Regions from separate parts of the Oryzias latipes genome. Here region 1 is linked to region 2. A link is a contact called in public Hi-C data. All regions are on one chromosome and are shown on one strand. The core of a region is the stretch at or near the end of the contact, and the rest is flanking DNA. Distances in the headings are between cores, read along the strand shown. Region 1 holds the start of gtf2e2 (transcription initiation factor IIE subunit beta). Region 2 holds the start of LOC101166191 (multiple PDZ domain protein-like).

The links. A called contact is a pair of places that touch in the nucleus more often than the background predicts.
Region 1: a Hi-C map of embryo shows a contact between it and region 2, with 1.8 times the contacts expected there. The contact joins the promoter of gtf2e2 here to the promoter of LOC101166191 in region 2. A contact is called at or near these places in 2 of 5 Hi-C or Micro-C datasets (embryo and fibroblasts).

What each region holds. Positions count from the first base shown.
Region 1 is chr1:11,936,019-11,939,760 of ASM223467v1, forward strand. gtf2e2 (transcription initiation factor IIE subunit beta) reads left to right here and starts at 2,396. Exons shown (of 8, transcript XM_004065721.4): 1 at 2,396-2,617; 2 at 3,307-3,471. The coding sequence starts at 3,312.
Region 2 is chr1:11,652,041-11,656,119 of ASM223467v1, forward strand. LOC101166191 (multiple PDZ domain protein-like) reads right to left here and starts at 1,339. Exons shown (of 43, transcript XM_023956128.1): 1 at 798-1,339; 2 at 33-98. The coding sequence starts at 45. LOC101166443 (adhesion G protein-coupled receptor L3) reads left to right here and starts at 1,847. Exons shown (of 25, transcript XM_023956148.1): 1 at 1,847-2,309.

The sequences.
Region 1 (3,742 bases), core at 1,146-3,645, 290 kb after region 2:
AATAACTGTGTGCAAATATTTGCTTTAGCGTAATTTACACAGAGCCAGTCTGTTGAGAGAAATGTGCATAAGTGAGGCAGAAAAATTAATGAACCACTAAGTGGTGATGTTGAGCTATTTTCCTCTGGAGATGAGCCATTCCCACTCATGGATGAGGAGTGTCTGGAAAGATACGCAGTGACATTAACCAAATGGAAAGCGTAAAGTAAAGGGAGAAAAAGGATGGGAAAAATATTCATTACTGTACCAACAAATGTAGCATATAGTTGCATGTTTTTAAGTAGATTTTAAAATGCTGAATGAGTTCTCTCTGTGGTAATTGCAACTAGGATTGAACTGGATAAAAAAATATATACATCTTTGAAAACCCTGTGATTTCTAAAACAAACTTAATTAGACTTCAATGTGTTTTTATGTACAGCCTCATTAATAACACATATTTCTGTAGAATAAATAGAATATAGCTCACATTCCCATGCCTGCAGACTGAAATAATGAGGGAATGATGGGTAATTGTTTGGGATTTATGAAATTCAGGGAACTTAGAGTCAAAAAAGCGGCTGGATGGCTGAATGCAGGACTGGTTTGTGGAAAACCAGGGTTCATTTCCCAGGGGGCACGATGAGCTGAATCCAGTGTGGGTCCTTAGGTAAAACCCTACGCGGTAAGTCCCCCTGTGCCGGGTCCCAAGCCCGGATGAAATACAGGCTTGTGTCAGGAAGGTCATCCGGCGTTAAAAAAAATCTCTGCCGAACCACCTGTGCAAATCAGTGAAAGCTAATTCGCCGTGGCCACCCCCTGAAGGGAAACGCCGAAAGGTGAACAACAAGGGAACTTGAGGTCAAATAAGGAGAATCAGTTACAGAGTATGAAACCACAAACATGAGAACTTTTAAACCAGTTTAAATGTAATCTTCATGTTTTTCTTTCCTTTTTTACGCCTATTTATACTTTATCCTTGTTTGCTTTGTCCTTTCAAATGAGAGAATAAGACACTGAAGCCAAATTCCTTGTATATGCCCTCATTATTCGCTAATAAAATTGATTACTAGTCAGAGAAAAAAAAGGGAAAGTAAAATTATTTTTAGTATTATTTCTGTTTACAGTTTGGGGTTTGTTACCTCCAAACTGTCACTGTGTCAGAGTTACACTGCATTACATGACTTTATTACTTATAAAGTAATAATAAAGGGAAAGTAAAATTATTTTTAGTATTATTTCTGTTTACAGTTTGGGGTTTGTTACCTCCAAACTGTCACTGTGTCAGAGTTACACTGCGTTACATAACTTTATTACTTATAAAGTTATGACTCGTAATCAATTATTACTTATAGCGTTCTTTGTAAGACCTACAGAAGTAGAGGAAGTGACAAGGTACTGTCAAGCATTTCACTCTAAGACAAATGGCGATAAGCTTTAATAATCATTAAGTGAAAGTACAGGAAGCAGAATCACAGCTTTTTGTTGTTAAAATAAAACTATGAGTCATCTACCTAAATGGATAACAGAGTGACAGGAGAACCGTAGGGGTCTGTTTACCTCAGGAAAAGTGGAGCTGTCTATTAAATAATGATTCCAATCACCACACTTTGTCAAAAATAACTGATCAGATACATTTTTTTCTTCAAGAAAAAAAAAAAAAAAAAGATAAACACATTTGTTCAAGAAATCAAAAGTTAAATTATTGTTTCTAAGCTAAAAGTGATGAACCATGAGTTTATAAAGATATTTTTAGCAGAGTTTTTTTGTTCATGTGTTCTCGTCTCATTACTAAGTATGTAATGACTTTAATGTCATAGTAATGCTTTACACCCCTTTAGAACTGCAAAAGGTATGCTATCGTAATGTATTTTGTAACTACGTGCTGTAGGCTCCTCTACAGTAAAAAGAAAAAAAAAGGCTTTAAATTAAAAATATTATTCAAAAATAAATCCTGGAACTTTATTAACATTTCACTTAAGTGTTTCATCTTTTAACAAGAAATGAGATTAAACTTTATTGGTCAAAGCACAAAATTTGGCAAAGAAAACTTGTAAAGATTATGTTTATAATCGAAATGGCAATCACACCACAATGCAAAACAGAACATATTACAGTCAGGTGTTGGAAATAATACTTTTAATGTCTTATTACAAACTGTTGGTTATAATAATATCCAATAATTTTCAGTTTAAAAACTGAAAATGTTGGGGGAGAAACATTTGCTGAAACTATTTAATTGTTTTTAAACGTTCCGGCAAGAATTAAAAACTGTGAAACAGAACACTCATTATTTTAGCTATAGTTTCAGAATCCCTAACCAAAATAGCTCTCTTGCCTGAAATAAGTTGACTGTCCTCCAGTCCAGTAGGTGGCGATGTTGAGCTACACAGCTGCGGGTTTTTGCTTGCACGCGGAAGACGTCACCCAAGGAATAACATACGATAACGATAACCGACAACTCGAACACTAAACGAAACAGTTACATGATGGATACAAAAATAATACTTTTTTATTAGAAAGTAAGCTTGAGTTTACTTAAGCTTAAAATTGTCTTTCTATTTCACTTTTTAGTTTATAAATTAGTCTATCGGGACTTATTCGCCACTTTCTGGAAAGAAGAACTCAACAGTAGCAGGTAACGTTGACATGCTAACACTAGGATTAGCATCACATTAGGTGTTAGACAATGCGGGAACATTAATTAGCGGTTATGTGGGTCATGCTGTCACGGGATTCGGTTCTTTGGGGAAACTGGACTCTAAAGGTTCATCTCGATGACTTTTAGCTGCTTATATGAAGTTTTTTTTTTCCCGATAAACTGAAGAAGAAGCTAATCGGACAAACAGCGAACTTCTGTTATATATATGTTTAAATATGTTTTGAGTTGAGTTTTTAGTCCACTGTTTCTGTATTAAGTGTATTTCTTTGGTCACTGTTAATGTAGTAATTCCATGTCTTTGGCCCATATTGTCAGTAGAAGAACCGAACACAATTATTTTTGGCACAAATGGAACACCGTAGTTTTGAAGAACAGAATCCTGTCGTGTCAAGACAATGTTTTAACATCAAATCTAGTTACTAATAATAATCCTTATGCTCTACTTAATATTTGAAGAAAAAATAGTAAAACAGCTGCATCACTGATTAGATTGAGAAAAGAACCAGGTAAACATACCAGGTATAATAGATATGCATGGAGATGATGCACCTCACTGTTTCAGTATTATATTTATTTCATAAATTATATTTAATTTAAACGTTTGAAGCTTAGTAAAACTGCATTTTATCCAGCCTTTTCTGTGTTTACATGCTTTTGTCCACCAGCCTGGATGGATCCAGCTCTGCTTCGCGAGAGGGAGCTGTTTAAGAAAAGAGCTCTCTCCACGCCGGCTGTTGAGAAGAGACCAGCTGCATCAGACTCTGGATCCCACAAGAAGAAGAAGCCCAAGTTAGACAAGGAAGGCTCCTCTGGCTCCAAACACAGCACTGGTAGGTCATGCTTTATATCTGGTTACTGAGCTTCTCCTGGACGTGCCACAAGCTGCTCCGCTCCATTCTGATAAACCCACTTGCAGACAAATGGATCCATGTACGTCTTTGTTTTCCTCGCCTGGGCTGCCATCTGGCGTAAACCTTAAGTTTGCTCACCAATGTTGGGTTGGGTGTGTGAGAGGCTGTAAGCTTATGAGAGAGGATATGCAGAGAGCTCAGTAATGGATGACTGGAAGGGGGGGTAGGGTTGCTCCTTACAGCGCCGCTG
Region 2 (4,079 bases), core at 89-2,588:
ACCTTTTTTTTTTTTTTTCCACGCAAACTTACCCATCACCTCCATTCCTCCAACTGGTCCAGATTTCAAGTTAGATGCAACACAAGCCGGTTGGTTTGCTGCAGTAACAAACAACAACAGAAGTTTCCTGGTGGGACATTTTTCCACATATTAACAACTAATTGTACAGTAAATCTCATTTAAAAAACAGTTTGCAACCCTCCCGGTTGTGCAAATCTATCTTTTCAGTTTCCTCGTAATTATTTTACATCTGTTTTCTCTGGCCTTTGGTATTTCTCCTCCGATGCCTGCAGCAATGCTTGTTTGCAAGCGCCTTGTTTGTCACCTATAATGCTCTTTAGTGGGATTTAAGTCTTCTGCAGAAAAAGGCTTTAGCAGCCAGTGATGGTAATTAAATGCGACAAAGCACGGCCTCCTGACCATTCAGACTTGAGGGAGAGAAAGAGACCTGTACAGCTTCAAAGCATGACACAAATATACCACTTGGGTTGCAAAACGCAGCCTGGAAATGATAACGTCTCATCTGAAATTTAATTAGGAGCCACTGATGGGCACCAGGGATATAGGAAGTGCTTATTCGCCCTTCGTAGGAGCCTAATGAAATCTGTAGTTTCATAATAACGCAGCAATACTGGCTGCCGGCAAAAATAATAATTAAAAAAATAGAAAAGGAGAAAAAAAAAGACAAATTACTGTCTTTGCTTCAGATTAATTTAATTAACAGTCAAATACTTTGATATTTCAATCCTGACATATTGCATTATCTGATCAGGTGATGGTGCGGAGCTTCATCTCACCTCCACCGCTGCGCCATTAGATGATCAACAGGTCCCTGCGCTCCTCTCCTCACCACAGACCGCGCGCCTCCGTCCCCCCAGGAGGAAATGATGCCTTCACCAGCGTGAGGAACGCCACACACACACATAAATATACACACACACTCTAGTGTTTCTAGGGGAATACAGCTGGAAAGGGGACGTGCGAGCACTTTTTTCCACCTCTCCGCTTTATTTCCAAACGTTATGTCCGCGCGGCTTGAGAGCGCACCGTGCCAGTGCGCATGAACCCACACACCTCCCCTCCCTCTGATCTTCAAAGTGCTCATCCCTGAGGGGCTGAGGGATCTGTCCATTCTAGAACCACACACACCCACATGTCGACAAACCTATTTTCTACACATTCTCTCATTGATTTAACCATTTCGGGGGGCCCTTTCATTTAAAAATATTTGTAAATCTAATGGGATCATGGAGCAGCAGCAGGTCCGGCTTCCAGTCATTTCTGCTGCTGGGAAACTGCTGTCACAAACTGTGGGTTGACTAAAGTTTGGTGTTAGGGGCAAAAAAAAAAAAAAAAAAAAAAAAAAAAAAAGAGGGGGGGGGGGGGGGGGGCACAAATGCATAAGTCATGAGGGACAACAAAAAACCGGAGCTGCAGTTCTGGTTATGATGCTGGAAATGCGCGCCGCCTCTGCGCGCCTTCCCTCGGCAGGTGGAGCCATAGGTCCAGACATTTGGACAAAAGGAGAGGTCCAGTTCCACGTTTCCCCCCCCTCCACTCCATCTCTTTCTCTTCCTGCACCCCCCCCCCCCCAAAAAAAAAAAAGGCAGGAATCATTGCCCCCTGTGCACCCCCATCCCCTCCACCTCCTCCACCCATCCCATCGCCGGAGCTTCGCTCTGATCAACGGAGCGTTCACCGGCGCCTCCAAATTGGTTTGTCATTTCTGACCCCGGCTCTTTGCGCGCGCGTGTGGACACCCCCCCCCCCCCCCCACACACACACACACACACCACCACCACCACCACCACCCCAGGACAGCCTGATATAAAGAACATACAGGCAGGAGTCGACAAGCATACAGTCAGAGGCAGGAAGGAAAGAAGGGGAGGGAGGACAGACAGACGAATAGAGAGGGAGAGAAAGATCCGCCTCTGTCCTCCTCCAAGCACTCGCTGCGCGCTGAGCGAGCCCGAACCGACGCGGCGATTCCTCCTCTTCCTCCTCCTCCTCCTGCTTCTCCTTCTGTGTGATCGGGATACCAAAACACGCAGCGGCTGGTTTATTCATGCCCCCCAGCTCTATCCCCCTTCCATGAAGGTCTGTCATTGTAGCAGCCAAAAAAGAATTCACGAGAGTTGAAGAACCATCGACCGAAGGAAGATTTTTCTTTTCTTTTTTTTTCTTCTTCTTATTTTTGGTGCGTTTTTGCGCCGCGGTGACTGGATGAACGCGCGCAGGAAAAGGTTATTCCTGACTCCTCTGCGCTAGATGTGTGCATCTATGTACCCCTTGCGCCTGGCGACACGGTAAGGACCCCGCTTGGATTTCATTTGTTTATTCAGTGTAATTTACAGCCACAGACACGCACAAAAAATAAAAAAAATCCTCCTGGCTGCGTGTCACAGCGCGTGCCTGCGTGACAGAGATGCTCTGAAAGCTGCGTGGCGGCGCTGACTTTGCCTGATGCCCATGGGAATGTGGCCTGCGAAATATTTCTCTAAAGGGATAACAATAATAATACTAATAATAATAAAAAAAAGGACCACTGCAATCCAGCCTCATGGATGTATGGGCTTCACGCGGAAGATGCTCCAGCGCGCCTGCATGCATGGGCGTCGCTCCGGATGGGAGATGTTGCCATAAGGTGAAGTAACAGGCAAATTGCCTCTCCAATCAATGCAATCGGACTGGCATGGCGCGCGCTCTCGCACCCCTCACATTTGATTCTCTTCATTTATTTATTTATGTGTTTGCAGCGTCTATCTGCTGCAGGCTGCAGTGACAAATCACATGGTTTGGTTTGATGGATGACAGATCAGCTCTCTCTTTTTTTTTTCTTTTCATTTTCTTACCCCCCCCCCTCCTTCTCTTTTTTTATTTTTTTATTTTCTGCGGCTGTCATTGGAGTATGCAGGAATCCATGTGAATCTGGAGGGGAAAAGCAGCATCCAGCAGCAGGACAGTGCACCTTTTAGGATCCGTCAATCACGCACATACAAGATTAAAGGCCCCTGGCTTTTATTTACAGTCAAAAAATTAAAAAAAAAAAAGCTTCTTGGGTTGCAGATGACCTTGTGAAGCAGAAAAAGAAGTACCAAATCAGATGAAACGAGCAGGAAATGGGCTAATGATTGTCTAAATTCACACTAATTGTTGGCCACATGTTTAAACAATGGAGTGCCTCACAAATAATTACAGATATTGTGCAATTAAAGTGTTTGGGTTTTTTTCCTTCCCCCCCAGCATTCATCCTGCTGATGGTGTCTGTGCTTGGGCCACTTGAATGAAGGCACAGACACCGTCTCACAACAAACATTCAGTGTGCAAACTCCTGTGTGTCTGTGCGTGTTGATCTCGGTGGGCGGATGGCGGCAGCGGCGGCGGCGGCACCGGGTCGCCTATGCCGGCTGGAAGGTTGTTGCTGCAGGGATCCACAGAGCAAGGGGTCGGTTCTGGCGTTAAACTGTCCATGCTGCTCCAGAGGAAACATATTGCAAAAGGTTGGCTGCCATTTTAGCCACATTTGTGGAAAATTGAGGCTCGTCTTCAAGGTCACTTGGGCATTTGTGGCTGAGCATCAACAACTTTAGTGTTTCTTGCTCGTGCAAACATGGAGTCAGTGAGGATTGTTGTGTTTTCCGGTCCTGATTGGGGTTTATTTTGTGCAAAGTAACACCAGCTGCAGTCAAAACTCTTAGTTTTTTTTTTTTTTTTTTTTGACAGAGTGAAGTAACTTCTCAAAAGTGACCCACAGAATGTTTGTCAGGCTTCACGCCGTTAATGATAGACGGCTGAAACCCGTTATGCGACGTGTCTGCAAACCCAGACGTCTATTTAATGCACAAAAGCAAAAAAAAAAAAAAGATTCTGCGTCTTCCTTTAATTAGCTCACCACTTCCTTTTTTGTTTCCCATTCCGAAAGCGAGACAAACATCTTTTGCTGTGGGATAACATAAAAATAAATAACTGGGCGTGAGTCATTGTGGCTGTGCTGATTTGAATTGTTTTGCTTGGATGGAGGCCTCACTCGGAGCGCCCTCATGCTAACAGGATTCTGGGAAAGTCTCTTAACCCGC